Regions from separate parts of the Mus musculus genome. Here regions 2, 3 and 4 are each linked to region 1. Evidence: chromatin contacts called from public promoter capture Hi-C data. All regions are on one chromosome and are shown on one strand. The core of a region is the stretch at or near the end of the contact, and the rest is flanking DNA. Distances in the headings are between cores, read along the strand shown.

The links. Promoter capture Hi-C pulls out the DNA fragments that hold promoters and counts their contacts. Capture Hi-C pulls out chosen DNA fragments and counts their contacts.
Region 2: a contact with region 1 is called in a promoter capture Hi-C map of erythroid cells, with 16 times the contacts expected there. The contact joins the promoter of Mrps35 here to the promoter of Casc1 in region 1.
Region 3: a contact with region 1 is called in a promoter capture Hi-C map of pre-B cells, with 11 times the contacts expected there. The contact joins the promoter of Ints13 here to the promoter of Casc1 in region 1. A contact is called at or near these places in 4 of 39 promoter capture datasets (the C10 cell line, embryonic stem cells, hippocampal neurons and 1 more), 2 of 484 Hi-C or Micro-C datasets (bone marrow-derived macrophages and uterus), 2 of 115 datasets of contacts at active chromatin or transcription factors (extraembryonic endoderm stem cells and pro-B cells) and 1 of 9 other capture datasets (adipose tissue).
Region 4: a promoter capture Hi-C map of liver shows a contact between it and region 1, with 3 times the contacts expected there. The contact joins the promoter of Itpr2 here to the promoter of Casc1 in region 1. A contact is called at or near these places in 3 of 39 promoter capture datasets (embryonic stem cells, neural stem cells and pre-B cells), 1 of 115 datasets of contacts at active chromatin or transcription factors (astrocytes) and 2 of 9 other capture datasets (liver and macrophages).

What each region holds. Positions count from the first base shown.
Region 1 is chr6:145,209,365-145,212,425 of GRCm38.p6, reverse strand. Casc1 (cancer susceptibility candidate 1) reads left to right here and starts at 1,456. Exons shown (of 16, transcript NM_177222.4): 1 at 1,456-1,619. The coding sequence starts at 1,617. Etfrf1 (electron transfer flavoprotein regulatory factor 1) reads right to left here and starts at 1,279. Exons shown (of 3, transcript NM_133688.3): 1 at 1,174-1,279.
Region 2 is chr6:147,041,333-147,044,393 of GRCm38.p6, reverse strand. It overlaps Mrps35 (mitochondrial ribosomal protein S35), which reads right to left and starts at 1,624. Exons shown (of 8, transcript NM_145573.2): 1 at 1,494-1,624. The coding sequence starts at 1,599.
Region 3 is chr6:146,576,398-146,579,458 of GRCm38.p6, reverse strand. It overlaps Ints13 (integrator complex subunit 13), which reads left to right and starts at 1,624. Exons shown (of 18, transcript NM_138757.2): 1 at 1,624-2,158; 2 at 2,999-3,061. The coding sequence starts at 3,010. It overlaps Fgfr1op2 (FGFR1 oncogene partner 2), which reads right to left and starts at 1,548. Exons shown (of 7, transcript NM_026218.2): 1 at 1,251-1,548.
Region 4 is chr6:146,500,698-146,503,758 of GRCm38.p6, reverse strand. It overlaps Itpr2 (inositol 1,4,5-triphosphate receptor 2), which reads left to right and starts at 1,536. Exons shown (of 57, transcript NM_019923.4): 1 at 1,536-1,972. The coding sequence starts at 1,881.

The DNA of each region.
Region 1 (3,061 bases), core at 207-2,706:
CTGTCCTGTCAGATTTCCCCATACCAGAGGTTGTGCGACCATACGCCTTTAGATGGTACAGGTACATGACAGGAGAGAGGGGCTAGTACAACCCGTGTCAAGATGAAGAGATGCCAGAAAGCAGCCCTCTTATTACTCACAAATCCTGCCCAGGGACTAGAGGACATCAAAACTCAAAAAAGCATGCACAGAGTCTTGAACCATGGGATCTAACACATCTCTACTATTAGTTTTCCTCTTAGGAGAGAAGTTGATAATGACACAGTGATTTTGAGTAAGGCCATTTCTCCTGAGTCACCATGTTAATTACTGTACTTCCACACCACTTCCTAGTTTAGTCTGAGGTTTTCTGTCACTAAACACTAGTAGTTGCTTTGTTGAATAATTCAAAACAAAGGCTACCTTCCATACCTCAACAGCTAAGATAAAACAAATTTGAATTTATATGCAGTAGGTGTTAAGTTTTTATCTCATTACCAAGGTTCGGAGGGCAGTAAGGTCTTAAGTGTTGTGCAACCAATGACCTTAACCCACAAAAACTAGCTGTCAGTCCTACTGAACAGAACATTTAGTTTATGTAAGGGACAGAGCATTAGTACTCTATCTTGGGTTAGACGGGCCGTAAGCTGGGGTTGGGTTAAAGAACTGTCTCCATTCCTCTACGTCTCAAGTGCCTTTTCTTATGGAGAAGGGCTGAAATTCTGCAGGCTGCCACAACAGTACAGCGCTCCGTGACCTTGGGACAACAATGGCTTACTGGTTCTTAGAAGTCACGTTAAACTAGTGTGTGAGCAGCTCTTGAGAAGGGCGAATGCTTTGCATAGAAACTAAACTCCCACGATCAGTGAAGAATCTGTACTACTTTAATATCAAGGTAGCGACCCTCTTGGAGCTCGCCTTTGTGGCCAGATGACTCCCTGGGGGACCCGCCCGGAACCTATGGCTTCACCTAGTCGTGAGCTGGCGCCATTCCCCAGATCCCCCGGGAAGGGCTCGTCCAGACGCAAAAGAAGCGAGGAAGAAACCTTTTTACAAGGCTGGCCGTGGCGGGCCTCGGCTATAACCCCAGCTCTCAGGAGGAAGCTGAGGGATGCCCGCGAGTTCCAGGTCAGCCTGCGTTTCAGTGTGAGACGCAGCTCTCCCCACGCCCGGAAGCCCTCGCCTAAGGCATACTTCACCACCAGCAGGTCTGGGGTCCAGACGACAGCTTGCTCAGACCGCCTCACTCCAGCGCTTTGCGGCACCACGGCCGTAAATGCTCCGACCGTCTGCCGGAAGTGGGCGGAGCTGAGAGGCGGGGGTGGGCTCAGGGCGGGACTACAGGCAGCAGTGTATGGGACTCGAGGCCGCTTTCTTTGCTGGGGCGGGGCATCAGGCGGAAATGGGCGGGATTAGGTAAAAGCCGCGATGTGGGCGTACCTTATGTGGGAAGTGTGGCTTGTGTAACCAGTCTACGACTTGGGCAGTACTCACCGGAAGACTACAGTGCGATTGCGCAGGTTGTCCTTCGCAAAACACTGGGAGTTGTGAGTGGGCGTGGCCTGTCGTCTTGACAACCGTGAGCGTTCCTGCTCTGCAGAGTTCACTTATCCCTAAGCAAAGTTCCTGCTTCTGTCATGGTAAGCCAGGAAAGTGAGGGAGACAGGAAAGGGGCAAGTGCGGATTCCACTTCAGCGCTGTCGAGGGAGGGCAGGCAGACAGGGGCAGTGCGATCCAGAGGTGGCGAGATCCAGATCTTTGCAGTGACTAAACTTTACTAGCTTCCGGTGATGTACATTCCCACTTTGGCTCTGACTGCCTTGTCAGAAAAGTTTTCATTCCAACGCAGAACAATATGGAGCAAATTTCGTGTGTTGTTTCCCATTCTCCATCAAGAGATCATCAATTATCACACTCGTTGAGGGGAGATTCAGAGTGCATTATTTGTGTTTGCTGGCTGGAAGCCAGAGACACACAAAGGAGAATATTACAGCCCTCCGGCTCTGTCAGTTAAGCAGAATATCAGACACAAGCTTTACCAAGGTAACAGCTGGTGTATCTAAAGCGGAGTAATCAAGCTATTAAGGGTAGGAGAGAAGAAAAGATTGGTGCTTTTCAGTCTCTTTTAAGATATAAGTATGTATTTTCTGTAAGTGGTGGGAAGAAATGGGTAGTGAAGGCCTCCCCTGGCAAGACCCCCAATGGGTCATCAGCCAAGTTAAGACTGCTGGCAAATTACAAGAACAAGCACGTATTTGCTACATCGAAAGGTGGATTTAATTTCTTTTTCCTATCTACATAGCACTGTTTCTCAAAGACTTCCAAGCCATTTGGGGGAATATTTAAAATGTAGATTCCAGGAGGTTGCAGCTTCAAACCTAACTGTATCATGGGGCTTCCAGGAAACAAAGTACCATAAACATGTTTGCTTAAACAGTAGAAACTGCTTACCTCACCATTCTGGAGACTGAACATCTGGGGTCAGGGTGTCAGCATGGGGGCAGGGATTTATTCAGATCTCTCTTCTACTTCTAAATAGTTCTTTAGTGTGTAGCAGTGTAAACTCATTTTTTTCATACGATGCTTATTTTCTTCATGAGGGTCTGTATCCAAGATTCCTCTTTGTAACCTGTACCAGCCATATTGAGCCAGAGGCCTGTCCAGTTCCAGTATCAGCTCTTCTTAATTGGGTGAAATAATTACAGACCCTTTTCATAAGCAGGTCAAACGCTAACACACAAGAAGTTAAGATTTTAGTATATGAATTTGAAAATGCATAATTCAACCCCACAATCTAAGGAAGTATACAATTCAGGAAGGGAAGCAACTATACTGTAAGTCCAAGAGGACAAATTTCTCAAAAAGCTTGTCAGGAAGTCCTTTGCCACTTGAACGTTGAAAAGTTTTACTACTGATGGCTCTTATGTTTATGTGAAGGATAAAGATAGGACTTTCCCCACACCTGTTTCATGTTAGAAATACTAGTGAGGGATAAAAATGTGCCCATCATCTTTAGGATATGCTCTTTGAGGAGGATATTTACATAGCCTACCATACAGTATTTGTTTCAAGATGGAAATAT
Region 2 (3,061 bases), core at 375-2,874, 1.8 Mb before region 1:
GGGCTGAATCTACAGAGAAATGCGCATCATCCCATCTTGAGTGATGCAGACTAGGAATGTCCGCAACATCAGACTCAGTCTTCAGAGCACAAGGAGATGCTTGCTACTGAGATGCTTATTCCTACAGTGCCAAACAGCTGGCCACAGCTGCATTTAGTTCACATTGCCAAATACCCCTCTTATCTGACCTTATAGATTAGAGAGAGCACAAAAAATAGAAACAAGTAAATGAACTCAGACTCAGTATGGCTGATATTGAAAAAAGGACAGACAACTGAAGAGGGTCACCATATTTAATGTGCATCCACAAGACAGGCTTAGCAAAGGGTTTCTAATCCCTGTAAACGGCACTAACACTCATCCAACGGCTCAGGAAAGGGTTTATCTTCAAGGCCTACATCAAATCCATCAGTAAATCCTACTTGGCTTCATCCTCAAACTACATCCGATAATAAGCCAAACCACCTTCTGCACTGTTACCATCATCTTGCTTGGAATACCAACAGCCTCCAAATAGGTCTTGCAGTCTTACCCTGCTGAAGTGAGTCACCACGCAGATGCCAGTGATAGATCCTTCACAAGTAGAAACCATGTCACTTCTCTATTATAGTGTGATCCTCGACTTCTAACAAAGTCCAAGCTCAAATCAAAACCAAACGCCCCCAAATCCTTAAAGCTCAGCCCACTACTCTGACATCTTGGATTGCCACTCGACCCTTTACTTGAACACCTCTGGCCCGGGTGTCCCTTTCTTTTCCTTGATCATGTCTAACCTCTTTGAGAAGAACAGCGCTCTTCTCTCAAATCGTCGTGACTGCTCAAACATCTTTTCCTCTGGGAGGTTTCTCCTCACTATTCCATCCTACCTTATAGCCACTTCTTCAACAGCATATCGTTTTCAATACTGTGCTTTCTTTTTCTTCGTGATAATAAGTTTTATTGTTACCGTTTACCTGTGTCTACGCGCTACTTCAAAACTTTGATAGACTGCTAACCTCTGCAACTCTGCCTAACACACTTAAGAGAATAAAAGAGCGAAAACTTGGGGATAGACACATCTTAGGACTATGAGGAGCCACTATGATGTATTAAGTAATCTATAATTTGCCCGGAAACCATTTGTGGATTTTCAACAAGGGAGTGGAAAGGCACGACGTGCTGTGAGCAGGTCTGCAGGAGAGCGAGCGCGGAAGGAAGAAGCATGCCCTGCAGGAGAGGCGGCGGGGAAGGCCCTGGTGGGCAGGTGCCCGCTCCTGGCCGAGCCTTTCCTGCTGCCCACTCTTGCACGCGGCTCCCATCGCTGCATTCCCTCCAGCCCCACGCTTGCACCGCCTCTCACACTACAGTGCGCCCCGAACCCCTGCGGTGTGCCGGGCTCAGCGAACGCACTCGTGGAAATGCGCGACGACCTCCAGAAAAACACAGGAAGGTCACGGAGCGCACGGCCTCCTTTCTCCCCGCCCCCCAGCCCGCAGCGACGCACCCACACTCACGCGGGCCGGCTCTCGGAGCCGCGGGGCTGGCGACCGAGGAGAAGGTGCGCAGGACGCGCGCTCCCGGGCACAGGGTCTGCCTCAGCTGCAGCGCGGCGGCCGCCATGATAAAGGACGGCGAGCCGGAGCGGACAAGCACCGCCGGGAGGGGGCGGGACCGGAAGTGTGTAACCTGGGAACGGAAGAGCACTGGGCAAAGGGATAGTGGAGCTGTGGCTCTTGGTTGACTGTTGTGGAATGATGGGGACTCTGACCTAGAAGTCTCACAGTCTACGTCTACTGGCCTGTTTGTTTGTTTGTTTGTTTGTTTGTTTGTTTGTTTGTTTTAATGGCTGCTCTAAGACGTTTTTCTCCTTTCCCGTTTATTTGTATATTTTATGTATATCGGTGTTTTCCTGCATATCAGCACACCATGTGCCTGTATTGCTCACTGCGCCAGCAGCGGACATGGAGTTAGGGAAATAATGGGCTTCCTCGTGGATGCTGGAAACCGAACCTTAGTCCCTTGGAAGAGTAGTCCCTGCTTAATCAATGCACCACCTCTCCACCTCTTCAGCCCATTTTTTTCTTTGTTCCATTTTCTTCCTTCTCCTTCTGCCCTTTCTCTTTCTTTACAATCATGCTGCTCTAGTCTCCCAATTGCTGGAATATAGCATAACACCTAGCTTTTAATTACTCTGTGTGTGTGTGTGTGTGTGTGTGTGTGTGTGTGTGTGTGTGTGTGTGTGTGTGCACTAGTAAGAGAACAGTTTAAGGGAATTAGTTCTTTGGTTCTATCCCATCACCACCTAGGTTCTGAGGGTTAAACTCCAGGGGTAAGGCTTTAACATTTTAGCAGTCTTTATAGTTTTTTTGTTTTGTTTTTTTCCGAGACTGGGTTTCTCTGTGTAGCACTGGCTGTCCTGGAGCTCACTTTGTAGACCAGGCTGGCCTCGAACTCAGAAATCCGCCTGCCTCTGCCTCCCGAGTGCTGGGATTAAAGGCATGCACCATCATGCCCCAATGCCGTTATACTTCTTAAATGACTGCCATCCAACAGAGAAAGTAACAAGCACCAGAGGCAAAGGCCTTGGGGGATGAGGGGACAACACAATGGCACAGTGTGGCTGCACCCCTACCACTTTGTTTGTTTGTTCAAGTGGCCTTTTGAACTAGATTGTTCGAGTTTAAATTTTGACCTTGTCTTTTCATGTATTATTTTTGCGGTGGACCAGAACTGGATTCCTTAGACCAGTGCAGAAAGGCCCATAACCTTAAGTAGCTCTTGCTTCATAGGCTCTGGCTTCCATGAGCACCTGCAGTCATGTGCACAGTCCTATGGCTCACACACACAGATTAAAAATCATCTTTACAAGTAACTCCTTTATAAAGTATCAGTAAGCAAAGATGGTTTACAGTATAAAGCATGTATTAGTTTGCCAGCAGAAGTTTCTAAACTGTAATTTTTCAGCTGGAAAGGCTTTGGAAGTACAATCATCCACTGGTGGCTTATGTTCTTATTAAATTCTGCAAGGGGACTCCACATTTTCAGTTTTCATTGATCTCTACAGATTACATAGGTAATTCTG
Region 3 (3,061 bases), core at 375-2,874, 1.4 Mb before region 1:
GTACAATTACATAAGTGTTAGGAGTACATGACTGCTCATGTTCAAAGCAGGTAAGTAAAGGCTTTTACCCTAAAAAAAGTTCCTTTAGGTTCTAATATTCTGACTTCTAAGAGACAGAATTTTTATATCAAATTCTTTAGAATGACATTATAAATAAATATATATATGTGCGTGTATGTGTATATATATATATATATATATATTGCTTGCTCTGTGCCAACACTGAGATAGCATTTGTTTTAAACATGAATAAGACATGATTCCAGACTCAAGTTCAAGCTGGCAGGAGAGACAGGTAATTGAACAAATAATACATCCTAATGAATACTGCAAAACTATGTCAAGAGCTATCCGAGTTCATTGTACTGTCAATGTCACCGGAGGGAGTCTAAAAAGAATCATCTATGAATTGGGTTTTGATAGATGATAAGACAGAAGGAAAAGCAAGCATTCTAGCAGACTATATGGACTCACATGGCACAGTGTTTGGAAAGGAATTAGGGGTGGCAATAAGATGACACTGAAAAGGTAAAATATGATGAGATAGGATGGTAAAAAACCCTGATGAATCGATATGCTTAAATTAGAACTTGAAAAAGTTTCAGGCGAATACATGTCACAGTAAGTATGGAAGGCTGAGGCGGGGACACCGGTTTGGGGTGGAGGAAGGGCAACTGTAACAGTCACAGTGAAAGAAGCAAAAAAACCTGGTGCAGTGTGAGTGGAATACAGAACGTAGGCAGTTCTGAGGTCCGTGTTCTGGAAAGGAGGACGGGAAGAAAAGAGAGTCCTCACTCTTGAGGAGCAGACACAGATGCTGGTAGCAATATAAAAAGCATGTGTCTTTCAAAGAAAACCTTAGAATGGGATAAAGAAAGAATGCGTGCAGACCACACACACCAATAAGCATCCTGTCCACACACATCACTCTGAAAGCAGAGAACTGCACTGTTCTTGAAAATGGTGGAATGCACACACTTGGAGCTTCTGAAACATTTGTCTGGAGAAAACCAGTTTTTCAACTTGAAACCGAATTTGGAAGGCCGCTGAGGGACTCAAACGATCCCAGCAGCTCCCTCAGGACCGTGGCTAAGTCCCAGGCGCAAACGCGGTCAAGTGTGCTGAGGTAAACTCAACAGTGACAAGTCCCTCAGGCCACCGCCCACGGAGCTCCCGAGTGGCAGGAAGGGGAACCCGGAAGGGGTGTCCCGCGGCGTGCAGGCCCAGGGTTTTCAGGGAACTTTCCGTACCTCAGTTCCCGGCAGGACCTCAGGGAGAGCACGGAGAGAGGAAGCCCGGCTCAGAGGCTCGCCCACGCGTGTAGTTATTCCACTGCGCTTCAGTCCCCCTGGGGCGACGACCACCCGCGAGGTGGAGTGCCCACGGAGTGGTCTCCGCGCCCTCGCTGCGCCTGCTCAGCGAGCGGACGCACAGTCCTGCTCACACAGCGGCGGGACGTACGGGAAACCCACTCGTCTCGGCCCCATCCCGGGCGGACCAGAACCTCCGCGACCCGCAGCCGCTGAGCGACAAGCCTCGCGAGACTTCCCTCTGCTGGTTCCCGAAGGCCCCACCCCCGGTAAACGGCTGGCCGTTGATTGGAGAACGGGGAGGGGGCGGGGCTTCTCTCCTCGCCCCCCTCTCAAGGTTTTGCTCTGCCGCTCGCACACTCTCGCGTGTTTTCCGAGGGGCTACCGGCCCGGACTGGAGGCGGAGAGGGGAGGTTGGGTGGGTAGGCTCTGCCTGTCCAGAGCCGAGGCTGGCTTGTCCCGGCCGTGGCTTAGTACTTTGTGGGGGGATCTCTCGGGTCGTCCTGACCGTTCTTCCCTACGGTTGATTGGGAACAAATGTTAAAGGCTTTTTTTTTCCCCTCACTTGCTCCGCCCTCTTCCGGTTCGGCCTCTGGTGGCTTCTAAGGAGAAGGGAAGATGGCGGGGCTGTGCGAGAGCGCCGTGCGCACGCGCGAGTCCGAGTGCGCTCTTGTGCTTGCACGCGCATGCGCGCGCCCCTGCGTTTAAGCAGCCGGAGTGTTGGGAGATGAGCCGGGCAGTCAGTCTTCTGCGGGTTGTACCAGACCGACTGTGCGCCGACTCCCCACCCACCCTCGTCCGCCTTCTCTCTCAGCCTCCGTTCATTCACTGCAGGACCAGGCACGAAAGTAAGCGAACCTCGATGCCGAGGTCTTCCCCATCCACTCACCTCGTTCGCCGCCCCCCACCCCCCTTGCAGTCAGGTGTGTGCAGAAGGTTTGCAGACAGGGACTTTGGCGGGGAGGGGCGGTGCGTTCCAGAGCAGCAGGAGGTAATAGCGGGACCCTAAGGTGGTTTGTTACCTTGAACACTTGCTGTTTCCCAGGTGCTTTAGAATGTAGGTTTAAAAAAAAAATTTTTTTTTTTTTGGTCTGTAAAATTTTAGGAGCGAAGCAGGGCAGTGCACCACATGTTCTGTGTTTATAAGAAAAAGTTTTAGAAGTGTTTTCTCTTCGCCAGCATGGGATAGCATCTGCTTGTTGTGGTCTACGTGGTGAATTACTGTAGTGTATTGCAAGTGGAGGGAGAGGATGAGTTTGAAGCCATAGAAAGACGCAATATGCAGTTACCGTAGGAGATGTGTGTCTATTTTGGGTTGTACTTTTGCTGTCAGTCTTTTCCTGTTGATTTCCCTTAGCCCCTAACAAGGATCACCATAAATACATTTGAGGAATTAGATCTGTGATTTGTAGGCATAAGAATCAAATACAATGTGCACAGATGTTTTCTTCTATTTTAAGTGCTTTGTAAAAGAAAAAAAGAAGTATGAACTAACTTCATTTGGTAGATAGACTGCATGGTATGATGTGGCATATTCTTTGAACTGGCACCATTACTTTGGCCTTTTTTGCACAAAATTCTCAGAACTTAGGATCCGTATCAAATCTTGAAAACACACTTAAGTGAGAAATCATTTATGATAAATGTTATGTGTCATCGTTTTGACTAGTTTGTTTATCCTTTTACAGGTTAAAACAAAATGAAGATTTTTTCTGAATCTCATAAAACAGTGTTTGTTGTGGATCACTGCC
Region 4 (3,061 bases), core at 287-2,786, 1.3 Mb before region 1:
GCCTGACTTTGTATAAGAAAACCTTCCAGGTTTAGGCCAGCAATTGTTGAGCATCCATTGGGCCATCTCAGAACACAACTTCCAATGCTCTGGATAGCAGATGCCTCCATCCCAGACCCATCTTGTTTCACCTAGAGATTTTATAACTCAGAGCCCATCCCTTGTTTCCCAACACCAATATGAACGTAGACAGGACAACTCCTAATGGGCACCTCTCACCTACTAAGTCACCAGATCTGTGGGCTGGTGATGTGGCTCAGTTGGTGGGAGGGAGAGGAAAAGGAAGAGAGGCATTGGAAATGAGAATACACTGCTTCTACACAAGGTGGGGTTTGTCCCACACCAAGACTCGAGACTGGCATTTCCTTTCTGTTCCTTGCTGTCTAAAACCTTTCCATCCCAGGCATCTTTGAATTGGAAGGCAAAACTCCCCTAAACTCTGATTTTGGTCAGCTGTGGTTTGATCACGGCATTCGCCTCTTCAGTATCTTCCACAGGGTAGGACCAAACATTTCTAAAACAGTACTCTAGAGGTGGACTGACACACAACAGAGGGGTTGCTCCCACTCATGTCCTGCCTCCAGTTTTATTTATTATAACCTTGTGTGTGTGTGTGTGGGGGGGGGGTTACAAAGGCTGTCACCGGTTCCTGGAGATGGAACCCAGTTACCCTCACTTGTGAGCCCTCACTGCCATCGCTGACCCACCCACTGACGGTCACCAGGGTGGTCACCATAGCAGCTGCAGCTGCTGGATCCTTTTATCCAGTCATGAACTTAAGAAAAACAGGATCCAAGAACAGCTCCACAGGAGTGTTTCCTCCTTTCCTCTTCTCTTCATTTGTGTCTTCTTCAACCCTTTCCTCCCTCTCAATTAACTTTTCCACTCAAAACATACATCCACTCAGACTCCAGCTTTTACGGTCAGGATTCTCCAGGCCTCTGCGTGGTGGTGCGAACACCACAGCGTTTCACCCACCCTACTCCCACCCCCTCCCACCCCCATCGCCTGCGGGCTCCTACTCTCAGCTGGACTGTCACCGGCGCGCCAAGTTCCAAGCAGCGTGGTTGCTCTGCGCCCTCTTCCAGTCGGCGTCCCTCAAGGCCGGTTCCATCTGAACCCTCGTGTCGGCAGTTTTCCTCCAAACCCCTCTAAGTCCCTTGCCTTTTGCAAATAGGGATTGTCTCTGCGCGCTCCGGGTCGTCCTGTCTACGCTGGCTGCACTGCACCCCTTCCCAGCCCGCATCTGGAAAGTCCTGGGTCTCTCCTGGGTCCTTGGGGTCGTCTTCCCTCCCCTCCCGGAGTCACTCCAGACTGTCGCTGCTGGTCTCGGGGCTGCCCCTCCAAGATCACCCTGAGCCAGAACCAATGCCCCCGGCTGAGTCCCCGTTACCCCCGCAGCGCCGCCCAGCGTGGCTCCCACGCCTCTGTCCTGGCCGCTTCGGGGTGGCCCGTCCCCCGAGAACTGGCCCCGCCCCGGCCCCGCTCCGCCCCTGGCCGCCCAGGCTTGATTGGCCACGCGCCCCCCTCCCCGGGGCTTCTCCCCGCCCTCTCGGTCCGTGGGCACCGCCACCTGGTCTAAAGAGTCCCCCAAGGGGACCTAGAGGCTCCGCTCAGGCCGGGAGCGAACTGTGGGGACGCAGAGGGCTCGCGGGCCAGGGAGGAGGAGCGAAGGTGTAGGACAGAACTTCGCCAGGAACAGGAAACCTACTGCTGGGCAGGGGCGGCGACGGCGGCGCGGGGCCATCGCAGTGTCCCCAGCGGTGGCCTCGCTGCCGCTCCTCGAGCAGAGCTGCTTGGACCCCTCTGACCCAGCGGGCCTGAGCTCACCCTTGCGTGCAGCGGAGACAGCAGGGACAGCCACAGGAGCGTGAAGCAGCATGTCTGACAAAATGTCCAGCTTCCTCTACATTGGGGACATCGTGTCCCTGTACGCGGAGGGCTCGGTCAATGGCTTCATCAGCACCCTGGGGTAAGCAGGACGTGCTTTGAGCAGCGCCAGCCAACTCGGGTCCCTGTCCCTCTGGCGCGCGGCTTGTCTGGGGTCTGCGCCTGGGACAGCCCCGGGTCCCCTAGGTCTCAGCGCGCAGGAAGCCGCGAGCGCTTCTCAGCAACTTCATAATCTCCAACCCGAGACACATCCGAGAAGAGGAAGTGGTTCGCACGCCCCAGACAGGCCCTGCGAGCCTGCCTTCCCTGCCTTGTTTTGATTAAAATGTGTGTTTTCTCCTCATCTTCCCTATGGCCCGTTCTCAGCGCGCGGCTGGAAAGAAGGGTGGGTTGAAGTCCCAGGCTTTGGCCATGAAAGTAGGCGATGTGCACCGCGCAAATGTGGCTTTGTCCTGCTGGAGGAGATTACCAGCCCCTCTTCGCTGAAGTAATTTCCTTTTGGCCTTGCCAAAGGAGGACTCACTCCTCAGGCTTTGCCAAAACTGGCCTCCTGGGCAGCCAGGGTTCTAGAACTCAGCTATTCTCTCTCCCTGTCCATCCCCTTCGCCCAGTGAAAGGAGTTCAGCCTACTGCAAGGCCCTTGTGATTCGAGTTTGTATATGAACTGGGGAAATACTGATGTATATCATACAGAAAAGCAGCGTGTTAGTTAGGTTAGGACCATTTCTGGTTTCTAGAAAATTCCTTCATGGTGTTCGCGCTGGTGAACAGTTAATTGCACTCTATGATATATTTTAGTGCACAGGTAGTTTTTGGTTACTTCACAGGACTTGCCTCAGACTGTCTTATCTGAGGAGATTGAGGCTGGTGACTGCTCTCAGCTGTTAGGTATTGGAGTCCTGTCCCCCGGGCTGTGAGGGAGAGAGCCTTTCTGTGACTGTGTTGCGTGCCCAGTGCCTTCTCTGGAGGACACCAGTGGCTCCACAGTTCCTGTTCTTTGTTCATTTCCCCACAGATTGTGGGAAGGAAGGTTTAATTGAATATCTTTTCCATGTTATTTGCTCCTGAGATTGAAGTGTGAAAGAAGTACTTAGTCCAAGTGTTTCTGCTTGATCCAGTTGTTTCTGAAAGAATTCACAGTCCAAGTCTAGTCTGGGTCCAGGATAGTGCT